2 separate regions of the Sus scrofa genome follow, and region 2 is linked to region 1. The links are chromatin contacts, called in public promoter capture Hi-C maps. All regions are on one chromosome and are shown on one strand. Each heading gives the region's core, a stretch centred on a gene start, on an enhancer-like site or on the middle of the called end of the contact. The rest is flanking DNA. Distances are from core to core; before and after follow the strand shown.

Region 1 (6,321 bases), core at 2,804-5,303:
TTATTCCTTAGCTGAAATTCAAATTTGACTTCGAGAATTCCTGTTGTTGTTCAACGGTTAACAAATTTGACTTGGCATCCTATATTTGTATTCGCTAAATCTGGGGGCTCTACCTGTGGGGTTTGGAGGCCCTGGGCTGTCCTGGGGTCCCCTGGATGCTGTCAAGGAGATAAACTGCACAACTGAGCCCTCCAGGATCTCAGGGCTCCAACAGCCTGGTCAAGCCCAGGAGGAGGTGGTCAGAGTGGACACCACACAGCCAGCCAACCTGCCACCTCCTGGCTCATAAGAGGCAGGGGGAAGCAGAGGCCTAGGGCTCAGGGGCAGGACACACTTCATCTCCCCTGGGGTACCCATGTACCCCAAACACAACATCAGCAGGGCATCCCTGTAGGAGGGAGGGGCTTCTCAGAGCTGGTGGTGCTGCACTGAGAGAGCTGGCTCCCCGCCTCTTTAGCCTCAAGCTTGCCAAACCCTCTCCATGATGGGTGGGAGAGGGGTCCAACACCCCTGTCCTCCTGGCCCCCTAAGGTGCCACAGGGGAAGCTGGGTCAGAACTGCTGCAGGGGAGAGGAGGGGAAGGGAATTGGTCCAACTGATACAGGAAGCTGGCCAGTGCCTTCGGATATCAGGCCCACCAAGGCAATCCTGAGGCCTCTTCCCCAGCTGGCTGCCTCCCCTGGCATCCTTGGGTGGGGAAAGTACCCTGGTCCTGGACCCTGCCTGTCCTGGCTCTGTGTTGTCTTTTGCCTTCCTGGACCTGCCCCCGACTGAGTGTCACTGCCCCAGCCCCAACTGTGTTCCTGGGGGATGGAGGAAACAGGCCAGCTTTTTCCTGGCGGTGTTTCTCTTCCACTCCTGGGGGCACAGGGTCAAGTGAGAAGGGTGGCCAGGCCCCCAGGCACCTCCCAGCACCTGGGCGCCCAGTACCTCTGAGAGCTCGGCCTTTAAATAGGGCCGTCCTCGAGGAAGATGTCAGGAATTGGCAGTCTGGGGCTGGCAGCCGGCCTGTGGCAGGACAGGGCTGTGTCCTGAGAGCCAGCAGGCAAGGCACAGGGGCCCCTTCCCATCACCCATTCTCACTGGCAACAGCCCTGTGACCCTCAGCGCAGGTGGGGCACACCCAGGGGCCTGCACCCAGGCCAATCACATTCCTCAGCCCTGGGGGCTCAGAGGCATCTGGGGAGTCTCCAGCCTGTCCTGATGCAGGGATGGCAGTGACTGTGTGTGCGCGCGCGCGCAGACACACACACACACACACACACACGTGCAAAGGAATGGCAGCAAATGTGTGTACATGACTGTATGCACGCATGGACACACACACAGACACACACATGCAAGCACTCACTTTTCCAGCACTGAAGTCCACATGTGTGTGCACACATGTATGTCCCTTACCCATGTTAGAGGGCCTCTGTGTGCACAGGGAGCCCCTCCCAGCACTCATACCACTGCTCCCTTGGCAGCCGCCCTCATGTACCCAGCAGGCAGAAGCAGTGGTTCTCATACAGGAGTTGAGAAGCTTCTCCCTACAGACACTGGGTGGTTGCTGAAGGCATATGTGGTCCTCATGACTGGGGGGCTCCTGGCATGAAGAGGGTGGGGACAAGGGATGCTGCTTAACAGCCCATAGTGCCCAGGATGCCTCCCCACACCATGATCTGGCCCCGAAGTCAGCAGGGCTGAAAGGCAGACCTCAGTGGAAGGACCCCAGAGGCAGGAGCCATTTTTCCATCTCTGAGCTTCCTGTTTCCTCACCCTGGGGGTACTGGACCCATGAAGGGACCACTTGTCGCAGGTGGGCAAGGGTAAGACAGCTCCTCTGAGCATTGCCCAGTGGAGGACCTGGCTTTTGGCTTTGAGAACAAACCCGCCTCCACCAGCTGGGATCCCAAAGAAGGCTGCCCAGGACCTGAGCTTGGCTGGACCTAGGAGGATGGCCCTGGGCAAGACTCCACTGCCTTTCTGCTCCCTGAGGTCACTGTGACTAGCAACTCCACTCAGATCCACACACAGGGACAGATACAGCTAACTACCTGCCACAGGAGACAGAAGCATCACAGCCACATGCCCGGAAAAGGTTCCTGCCCCTTACAGTCTGGGTTGAATTGTGTCCCTTAGAAAGATAGGTCTGTGTTCCAACTCCTGGAACCTGTGAACGTGACCTTAGGAAACGGGGTCTTTGCAGGTGTGATCCAATTAAGATGAAGTGATAGTGGAATAGGGTGACCTTAAGGCAATGACTGATGTCTTTCCAAGAGAGGAGAGTCACAGAGATGGCACCACATGAAAATGAGGCAGAGACAGGGTGATGCAGCTCTAAGCCAAGGAGCCCAGGCGTGGCTGGCACCCACTAAAGCTGGAAGAGGCAGGAAGGATATTCCCCTAGAGCCTTTGCGGAGGGTGTGGCCTTGCCGACAATGCCTTGATTTCAGTCTTTGGGCTCTGGAAGCAGCCTCTGGAAGCTCACACACTGACACAACCCCTGTATGCGTGCATGCAGACACGCAGGCACGCCTGGCTAACTATGGCCTTTCTCTTCAGCAGCACTGAGTGAGCACTTCCTGTGTGGGTGCTGGGCCCTGTGCTGGGTGCTGGACCAGCAGTGAGAGGATCGGGGCTCTGACAGAGCTGGTCTTCTGGGGAGGGGTAGGGACCCAGCTGTACCCACCAGCCATCCCAAAGCACAGGTGACTGTACACACAGAGAGGATCCTGGCTCCCGGGCATGAGTGGGAAGGGACAGCCAGGTGAGGAGAGGGGTGGGATGGTGTGGGGGGAGACTGAGGCCTCCTGGGCAGGCCGGTCTAGCAGCCCCACCCCAAACACCTGGAGCCAAGGTCACACACACACACACACACACACACACACACACACACACACACAACACCCATGCGTGCATGGGTCAGGTGAGGGCTGGGGGCTGGCTGGGGAGTTCCCTGCAGGTCCCACCAAACATTCCAGAGGACTGAGGTCAGCCCTCACAGCTCCTGTGCCTTGAGCTGTAGCCTTGGGGGGCAGCATGTAACTTGAGGCAGCCTCAAAGGGAAGGTGATCACCCAGTTCAGGCCTGGTTGGGGGATAGCTGGGGCAGGGTGAGAAGCCCCTGGAAGGATAGACTGGGGCCTGGAGGAGAGGGAGGACAGTCCAGACCTGTGCCCCCACGTGGCCAGGCCCAGGTCTAAGGACCATGCACCACAGGGCTGTGGGGACAGAGACAGGGAGCTGGCCCGGCTCAGGATGAACTGAAGCTCTCAGATCTGGGTCAGGGCCTCAGCTGAAACGGGGTTGTGTTTTGCTTTTTGTTCTGTGGCCCCCACCCCTTGGCCTTTTTCTCCATCAGTCAGGGGAAACACTTCTTTGCAGGACTGAAGGACAGTCCTTCATAGAGCTCAGTCCCCATGCCTGACTGCAGTCCCCTATTCTTTACTTCTTCTTTTATTTTGGCTGCGAATGGTCCAGGGATCAAACCCACGCCACAGCAGCGACCAAAGCCAGAGCAGGACAACGCCCTATCTTTAATCTGCTGTGCCACAAGGGAACTCCAGTGGTCCCCTTTTCAAGCCAATAATAGGGTGAACTTTGGGGGAGCAATCTGGGGAGGCGGCTAAGCCTCTAAGCCAGTTGGGGTGCTCCTGCACGATAGCTGGGGCCAGGATCAAGAAGCTGAAAAGGAGACACACCAGGTTCTCAAGCAAAGATGCAAGAGGGAGCCATGGCAGGTTCTGGAGCAGGAGAGTGGCTAAAAGGAGTCAGTGTATCTTAGCCCCGGCCAATAGACTAATGTTGTTGCCAGAGGGCAGGGCCGGGCTTTGGCTCAGTGCCAGGGTCCCGCGGGCTTCCTCGAGTCTCCGGCTGCGTCAGGATCTTGCCCGGTCCCGCGCCAGAAACCCGGAGCACTGCAAGGCGCACGCGCGCAGACACGCCCCACGGCTAGAGCGGCCTTTCAGCCCCGCCCCCGTCGTGCGCACAAGGGCGGGTCATGAGGGGCGGGGTCTGCGTCGGGGCGGGGCCGAACTTGGCTATAAAGGTGGTGGCGACGCGGCGCGCCCGGCTCCTCTCGGCGGTGGCGGCCCTGACGGAGGAGTCCGCGGTGGCGGCAGCGGCGGTGGCGGCGCTGTTCCCCGCGCGGTCCGCGCAGCGGGGTCCGGGCTGCGGCGCGTCTCGGGCGGCGGCATTGCGGCCCCGGCCCGAGCCCGACCCCGGTGAGTGCGGCCCGGTGACCCCAGCCTGGCTCCAACCCAGGCGCGGGGATCGGGCCCCACGGAGCCTCGCCGCCCTGGCCTGGGCTCCCGGCGCGCTGGCCGCGGCCACTCAACGCCCTCCTTTGTCTGCTCCCGCCCACAGGGTCCCCTTCTCGGCCGCCCCCCCGCCCACGGGCCGCCCCCGGGCCCCTCGTCCCCTCCCCCGCTGGCGGGGCCCGGACAGAAGATGGTGCAGAAGAAAACAGCCGAACTTCAGGGCTTCCACCGTTCGTTCAAGGTGAGGGCCGGATCGGTTTGGGGGCGCCTCGGCCGTACCACTGGAGTGGCCGGTGGCAGGGCGCGGGAGCCCGACCCCAGGATCCCTCGGGAGCTCGGGGCAGCACCCCACCCCGCTCCTGGGGCTGCTTCAGCTGTGCACTGGTAGGGGTGTTCAATTGGCCGCAGTCCCGTCTCTGATATCCTGGGGCCTGTGGGTCTTTCTTCTAGGAGTCTGGCCTATGGGGATCCTTCCTATGTGTTCCCCGCAAACCCCAGCCAGGGGTATACTGGGGGGGAGGGCGTTCAGTAGGCCACACAGTTCAGTCCCTAGCGCCCTGGGGCCAGTAAGGTCTTTCCTCTGCTGCCCCCCCTCCCCCGCCTGTGGGGGCCCCTGGATTTGTGTCTCCTGAAGACCCCTGCTGAGTGTGCACTGGGGCATCTGCAGGCCACAGTCCTGACCCCAGCGTCATGGGGCCTGTGGGGTCTGTGGAGTCCTTCCTCCAGAAACCCCAGGCAGGGCTGCAGGCACCCCCACGCCCTCCTAGGTGGTCTGCAGAATGGGGCAGTGGATTGAATGCTCTCCCAGTCCTCCACCTTCCAGACACCCTAGGCCAGAGTGCTATTTCCTGTCAGAGCGGGAAGTTTCTGCTGGGGCCCCCTGGCTGTGGCCGCCAAGTCCTGGTCTCAGATGAACGAGTCTGGGGCAGGGGGAAGGGGGGCACAGGCAGGTGCTAGGCAGTGGCCCATAGGGCCCGGCCCAGGGGACGCAGTGATGTCAGCGCAGCGGCCACCCCACCTTGCTAGCTGTGTTACGTAATGGCTTCCCTGGGCAGGGACCTGTTGCCCTGTAGAGAAGGCAGGACCTAGGTGTGTGTGTTCACGCGTGCATGCATGTCCATTTGTGTGTATGTGTGCACGCGCGAATATACCTACAGGCAAACTGCACACCACGGTGGGAGGAGCAAGCCGAGACTGGGTTAAAATTCCCAGGCCTGTCCAGCCAGCGTCCTGGGCCAGCGCCCCACCCCTGCCCACACTCCTGTCATCCTCGCTTCTACCCCCGGGGCAGACACAGCCTTGGCATGTCCAAATGTTCAGGGCTGGGCAAGAGGAGCAGGATGGACTTGAGATGTCACTGGCGGTGGTCTGAGCCCTCCCAGGGCTGGGCTTGAGCCTAGATGGGGTCAGCGTGTGGGGCCAGCACAGTGGCCAAAGCAAAGTCGAACTCTCTGGATGGTTCCAGCCACCTCCTGCCAAGGCCTGCTGACTAGAAACCCGCAGCCAGCTCTAGGCCTGGCCTGTCCACACTGCCTTGTACTACAGCTGGCTGGCATCTGCAGGGTGCCAGATAGCCCTGCTTTGAGGTGGCACTGTGGGAGTCCTGAGGGAGTTGGGGGGATACTGGATAGGAGCCCTGGCTCTGAGGTGGCCCTCTGAGTGGCCATGCTAGGAGGCTTCTTCTATTGCACTAGACTGTTTCCTTGGGCTGGGGCACCTCCCTCAGCCTGGCAGCAGGGCAGCAGATAGACAAATCTGCTAGGTGTCTCTGACACATTTTCCCCATTTTAAGATGAGGAAGTGGGAGTTCCCTGGTGGTTCAGCAGGTTAAGGATCCGGCATTGTCACTGCTGTAGTGTAGGTTCAGTCCCTGGCCCGGGAACTTCCACCTGCTGAGGGTGCCCCCCTCCCCCGCAAAAAATGGGAAAGTGGAGGCTTAGAAATAGTGGGGATTTGTCTTTGGTTCCCCTTGCACTTGGTGACAGGGACACAGGAACTGGCCATGCCTGGTGTCTCTTCACCTTGGTGGCTCAGCCACGCTTCCTCTCCAGGGTCCAGCTCTTTGAGTTGGAGGCAGT
Region 2 (6,321 bases), core at 2,791-5,290, 350 kb after region 1:
GAGTTCAGAGCAGAATTGGGGCTCAGTGTGGAGCTGGAGTTTACACTAGGGTCCCTACTCATTCATTCGTTTCTGCAGCCCCTCCTGGCCAAGCCCTGCCTCTGTCCTGGTAGGACTTCCTGTGGGTGGCTGTCTCCCTACCCCCACCTCCAGGGATAGCCTTCCGTTACCCCTAAACCTGCCAATCTTCCCCTCATCCTCCCTCATCCCCACGGCCAGCCCTTCTCCCCTCGAAGGACCACCTCCTTTCCTGCCCCTAAAGCCGCCTCCACATAGCAGCAGTGGAACCACGTCCCTCTCCTGCTTAGACCCCCACCAAGGTGCCCTCCCCCCAAAGACCGGACTCTCTGACCTTGGCTTCTCTCCCCTTCACTTCTCTGGGCTCCAACCTCAAGACCTCATGGGTTTCTTAATTTCCCAGCACAGTCCCACCTCCGGGCCTTTGCCCCTGCTGTCCCCCCGCCCACATGCTGAGTGCGCCCTGCTCTTTGCCCCCTGACTTCATTCATGCTTCTGGTCACACCCAAGTCTCAGTGTCCCAGGGAACCCACCCCAGGGAAGGGCGGGTTCGGGGTCCCTTCTGGTCCCCTGACAATAGGGGGCATGAGGCGGGGGTTCAGCCCCCCTGAGAGCCCCCACTACCCTGCCCTCCTGGCCCACTGGCTCCCCAGGACAAGCCTGCAGTGAGGGAACCGCACCCAGTCATCCTGGGTCCCCTTCCCTCCTTTCGCTCATGGCTGCAAGCACCACGGAAGGCAGGCTTGGGGAGCCGCCAGTGGGCTGCTGCCTCAGCATCTGCTTAATACTCAACATGGCCAGCACCTCCTCCCTCCTCTGCAGAGGGTAATAGCACCCCCCCAACATCCAGGGAGACCCCCAGGCCCAGCCCCTAGCAGCGGGCCCTGCAGAAGCCAGGAGAACAAATGAATGAGTGAGTGAGAGTGAGCTCCTGGTAGGCGTCATGGTGAGGATGGACAGGTCAGGGCCAGGCCCCTCCACAGGAGTCCCATGAGCCACTAAGTCCCCAGCTCTGGAGGTAGCCGTCCCCTACCCTCCTGAGAGTGCACTCTGAGACCATGGTTTGTGCAGGTCTGGCTGGAGTGATAAATACCCCTCCCTTCTTCCAAGGCTTCAAAAAAGCAGGGAGAGCCTGGGTGGGGTGGGGAGTGGGAGGTGTCTGTTCACACACCAGGAGAAGGTGCCCACACTGGAGACAAACGCAAACGAGGTCAGGAGGGTGGCCCCCACATCCGAAGTCCAACTGTTTTCTCTCTGTGGACAACCTTGGCTCGCACACCTATGGTCTTCCTGAACTTTCCACGGCCATCCATCCCCCGTTCTGTCCCCAGCTGCCTTACTCCACGGTGGGAACCTGACCTTGGCATTCGTTTTCCCATTTTCCCAACCAGAAATGAGGTCTTTTCCCTCCTGTGGGGTCCCCAGCCGGAGGCGGGGGGCGGGGGGAACAGCACACAGTAGGTGTGGCTTGGATGGTGGGGGGAGCAGGAGGGGAGGCAGGTCTCCAGCGGGCTCCTGCCTGCCTGGCCCAGTGGCGGGCACCCAGCAGAGAACAAAGGCCACAGTCAGATGGGCGGGGGCGGGCAAGCGGTCTGTGGGCCGCCCTCAAGGGGCCCCTGGCCGCCTGTCCCTGTGCCAGGGCCCTGTGGGGTGCACCCGGGCCTTGGGGCTGGGCAGAGGTTGTGGCTGAGTGGGGGCCCCCACAGGCTGCTCCTCCCAGTGACTCAGCTCCATGCTGGGCCTCCCCAGAGAAGACAATAGTGGCTTGTGGGTGCCAGGAGGGCCTCCTGGCAGGTGTGAGGAGCCCCAGGGTGGACTGGGCCCCAGAGAGGAGCTTTTGGAACCTTAGTTTCCTCATCTGTACAATGGGTTTAATCACTCAGGCGTGAGGACCTGAGAGCCAAACATGTGGATGGAAAGAACACGTTTGGGACAAAAGGGGGGTTCCTCTGATGGCTCATCTTGGCCCAAGGGGTAGGGGCTGGACAGGTCACAGTCACCACTGTGCTCTAATGCCCGGCACCAAGCCTGGCACACAGTCGGTGGTCAATGATTGCATGGCCCATGAACAGATCATTTCTCCCCTTCAGTGGATGTGTAATTCCAGAAACACTGGCCCCAGCTCTATATGGGTTATACCCTTAGCATTGGAGGGGGAAGGGGTGCTGACCTACCCTGAGTGAGGCTGGGGACCCTGAGGGACCTCTGCCTCAGCCTGGTCCCCAAGAAACCCCCAGGCTAGGGGAAAGCCAGAGCAGGCCACCGACCTGCGAGGTCAGGGTTGGTCCACAGGGAAAGGTAGGGGCCGAGGGGGCCTCCCACCAGATGCCCAGGTCTGCCAGTGGGGAAGAGGCCACAGGATAAGAACACACATCCCTCACTTCATCCTTCCATTTTCCTTATGGGGAAACTGAGGCCCAGACAGTGGGAAGTACTTGCCCAAAGTCCCAGTGGTGTAGGGAGGGATGCCAGATTTGAACCCAGACCCCAAGAACCTCACTCCCCTCCCCAGACCTGTCCCACGTGGGAGCACTCTGGCCCTGGAGGGGTCAGGGTGAGGGTCAGCCCAGTTTGGGCGTGGCAGGAGGGGGCTTTATTAGGCTCCTCCTGAGCTCCCCAATTGCCCCTGGGGCCTTCTCTACTTCCATTCCCCCCAGGATCCCCACTTTCCTTCCTTCCTTTCAGTCCTGTTCCCTGGATTGAGGGCAGCACTGAACTGAACTGGCTCAAGGCTCCAGAAGGGATGGAAGAGCCTTTGCTCCCAGGTAGGAATGAGCCAGGCAGATTCTAGAAGAGCAAGGAGGAGGCTGCTGTGTCAAGAGCCCATCCCTGGCCTGGAGGGGAGTGTAGCTTTCTCTCTGCGGACACAGGGGGCCATGACAGAGTGTGTTATTTTCATTTATAATAATTATTTCCAGGAGTTCCCGTTGTGGTGCAGCGGAAACAAATCCGAGGTTGCGGGTTCGATCCCTGGCCTTGCTCAGTGGGTTAAGGATCCGGCGTTGCGGTGAGCTGTGGTGTAGGTCACAGACTCAGCTTGGATCCTGCATTACTGTGGCTGTGGCGCAGGCTAGCGGCTACAGCTCTGATTAGACCCCTAGCCTGGGAACCTCCATATGCCATGGGAGCGGCCCTAGAAAAGGCAAAAAGAAAAAAAAATTATTTCCATCCTGTAGGGTCTGTGGTTTTCAAAAGCTGAAGAGCCTCTGGACGTGGGAGGGAACTGGGGATCTAAGTGACTCTCACAGACCAGTGAGAGTCAGAAGGTCTTAAGTCCTTGTCCAAACTCAGGCCAAGATCCCATTTTATCGACGAATAAACTGAGTCTCAGGCAGACAAAGGCAACCAGCAAGTCAGAGGCACAGAGTGGGTTCCACGGGGGGAATTTCTGACCCTGAAACAGAGCTGCATCAGTGACCCCACGGGAAAATAGGTCTGATTTATTCCTTCCAAGTCTGGAATGCCCGCTCGCAAGACCCAGCAGCAGGGGCCAGACCTAGGAACTCAGACACGACCAAGCCCAAAAGGCCGTGCGGCCGGCCATGCACACCTGAGAATAAAACTCCAAGCCCCACCTCCCCCATCGCTTCTCGCGGCCTCTCGCTCGGAGAGTCCCGCCTCCTTCTTTACCCGGACGCGCAGAGGGGAGGGCGGGGCGGGGCGGAGCCTGGTTGCGAACGGCCGGCATCCCCGCCAATCAGGCTTTCGCACCTTCCAATTGGCCTCGTCCGCTCGGCCTTCTCTTTCCATCGCTCGGTCCTTCCCGCTTGCGTCACGGCTATGCGGCCAATCCACGTGCGCCTCCGCTCTGGAAGATAGTCCCTGCCCCCACCTCATGCCGTTGGCCCACGATTCTTCGGATCGCCCGCTCCAGGCGCTGGGCTCCGCGGGCCCGCTGCCGCGTTCGGCGGGAGCGTGGGGCGGACGTGTGGCAGTGGGCGGCGTGCAAACCGCGGCGGAGGGATCCGCGGGCGGACGCGGGGCGGAGCTGATGAGGGGCGGGGCCTGTAGGGGGCGGGGCGCGGGTTGGGGGCGGAACATGTCTCCCGCCGCAGGAAGATGAGGCAGCGGCGGCGGCCGCGGGCGTAGCGGGCCGGACCGAGCCCAGCGACACGGCCGGCGGGCACCGCGGCCTCCGTTCGCGTCGCCTCCGCCAGTGCCCGGACCGCGGACGGTCCGCCGAGCGGATACGCGGGGAGCCGGGCTACGCGCCACCGCCCACGCGCGCCCCTCGGGGCCGCGACGCCCCTTTGTCCGGGGGGGCCGTTCATGTCGCCGCCCCCCGCGCGCTGCGGGCCGGGCCGCGCCGAGCAGGTGAGCGCGCCGGGACCCTCCGCCGCTCGGTGCCTGGCGGGCTGGGCCGCTCTGGGGTGCGGAGACTCCGAGCAGTGGCTGGCCGGGCGGGGGGCGGCGCGGCCGAAGTCATTGTTCTCCAACTTTGCGCGCCGGAGGGGGCAGGCGACGTGGAGGGCGCGCTCGGGCCCGCGCGCCCCCGCCAGTCGGCACTTGAGGAAAGTTTGCGGAGCCGGGCGGGGGCGCGGGGGGCGCCGCTGGGCTGCCCAACTTCGCGGCGGGGTAGCGGCGCGGGGCCCGCGGGCGCCCCCTCCCCCGGGGGCCCGGCCGGCGCCGGAGTTTGGAGGGGAGCGAGAGAGGGAGAAGGAGCGTCCTTTTGTCTGCGGGGAAGGTGCGCCGCGCCACTGCAGGCGGGGGCCGAAATCCTGGCCGGGGGCCGCATCTGCTCCGCGGTACGCGGGCACGGGCGGCGGCTGCTTCGGGGCGAGCAGCGCAGTGGCGGCGGCAGCGCCGCGAGCTTCAAAGGGCTCCCGGGCCGCGCCGCCCGCACCGGCTGCTGGGGGGGGGTAGGGTGGGGGTTGGTTTCCCGGGCCTCCTCCCACCCCTCCCCCCAGAGCGAGAAGTTCCTTGCCCCTCTTTCTCCCAAAGTGGTTTCGTACATCTTTTGAGTTCGCTTCGAGTCTCCAAAAGTCCTTGTGATACCCCAGAAGTGTCTCGGATCTCCTTGAAAAGCCTGTTTCAGTCTCCCCCACCCCAGGTCTGCCTTAAAATCGGTTTCAGCTACCCCACAAAAAAGTGCGGTTTCGTACTCCTCAAAAAAGTCAGTTTCACACGCCCTCCAAAGAAGAAAAAGCTTCGCGGAGGAGGGGGTGCTCTGGGGCATCCGTTTCACACCCGTCTCCAGTTGGCAAACAAAGCGGGGGTTTCTCCTTTTCTGATGTCGGGTCTTCCTCAACCTCGGAACCCCCTCTAACCCCTCGGTTTCTGCTTGCCGCTCCCGCCCCCTTCTGGGTCCCCGGGGAGAGAAGCTGGAGGGACTTCGCTGTCTGACTGTGGGACGGAGACCCTCATCGGGGTGTGGGACGGGGCTTGGCAGGTGGATCCCCCACCCCGTTCTAGAAAGGAGCCCTGGGGACCCTGTTGGGGAAACCCTGGTATTAGGACAACTCCCCCCCCCCCTTCCAGGGCCGGGAGGCAAGGAATGTTTTTAAAGTTGCTTAAAAATAATTCCCGGATACATGGTGACAATAAAACAACCTAGGGTGGCTTTTCTTCTTTCAGAGTTCAGTTGTTTTTTGTGGGAGGAGGAGGCGAAGTGTGGAGGGAAGCTGTGAGGGTAGGTCCTTGTGTTGGGCGGACCCCTCCTTTAGCCCTGGAGCGGGAAGGGGGATTTGCCTGCCGTCCTACTTGTGGATTTAATTCCCCTTGAATTTGGGGGTGCCTGGGTCTTCAACGTGCACTGACAGCTGCCGGGTGGGGGGGAGTCACCAAATTTCCCTTGGGGCGGGGCTGGGGTCGCCCCTCCCCCTTCCCAGGGGCGGGGCCAGTGGGAAGCCTGGGGGTGGTTGGAAATGAGAGAAGTGGCGGGGAAGAGGGGCGGGTTCTGCCCGAGCTGGGAAGGGACCACTCCGCCCCGCATCCAGTTTAAAATTTGCAACTTGATTCCCTGGTGGTCGCTGAGGGAGTTTCGGGAATCTGAACTCTGTGCGCTCCCCCACCCATTGTTCAAATTCCCCGAGGGCTCTGGGGAGGGGTCTCAAGGGGCCCAAATCCCCGAATCCTGGCCGCCTTGCCCCCACCCCCAGGGTCTGGAAGGGACTCGGCGTGGGAAGACCCAGAGCCTCAGAGCAGCTAGAGGGGCTCTTAGCTCCTCCACTCCCATCGGTCCGCCTCAGCCTTCGGCACTCATACCTCTTCTCTTCTCCTGCCCCTGCACCCGCCGTGGGTCACCACACAGGGCTGTCTCTAGGCCTGAGGAGCCCCTCCTGGCCCTTGGCCATCGGGCCCCCG

The links. Promoter capture Hi-C pulls out the DNA fragments that hold promoters and counts their contacts.
Region 2: a promoter capture Hi-C map of fetal liver shows a contact between it and region 1, with 3 times the contacts expected there. The contact joins the promoter of TCF3 here to the promoter of MKNK2 in region 1. A contact is called at or near these places in 1 of 5 promoter capture datasets (fetal liver) and 2 of 47 Hi-C or Micro-C datasets (brain and embryonic fibroblasts).

The regions. Positions count from the first base shown.
Region 1 is chr2:76,506,249-76,512,569 of Sscrofa11.1, forward strand. MKNK2 (MAP kinase-interacting serine/threonine-protein kinase 2) reads left to right here and starts at 4,054. Exons shown (of 15, transcript XM_021084205.1): 1 at 4,054-4,207; 2 at 4,350-4,484.
Region 2 is chr2:76,855,039-76,861,359 of Sscrofa11.1, forward strand. TCF3 (transcription factor E2-alpha) reads left to right here and starts at 4,041. Exons shown (of 21, transcript XM_021084225.1): 1 at 4,041-4,332; 2 at 6,269-6,321.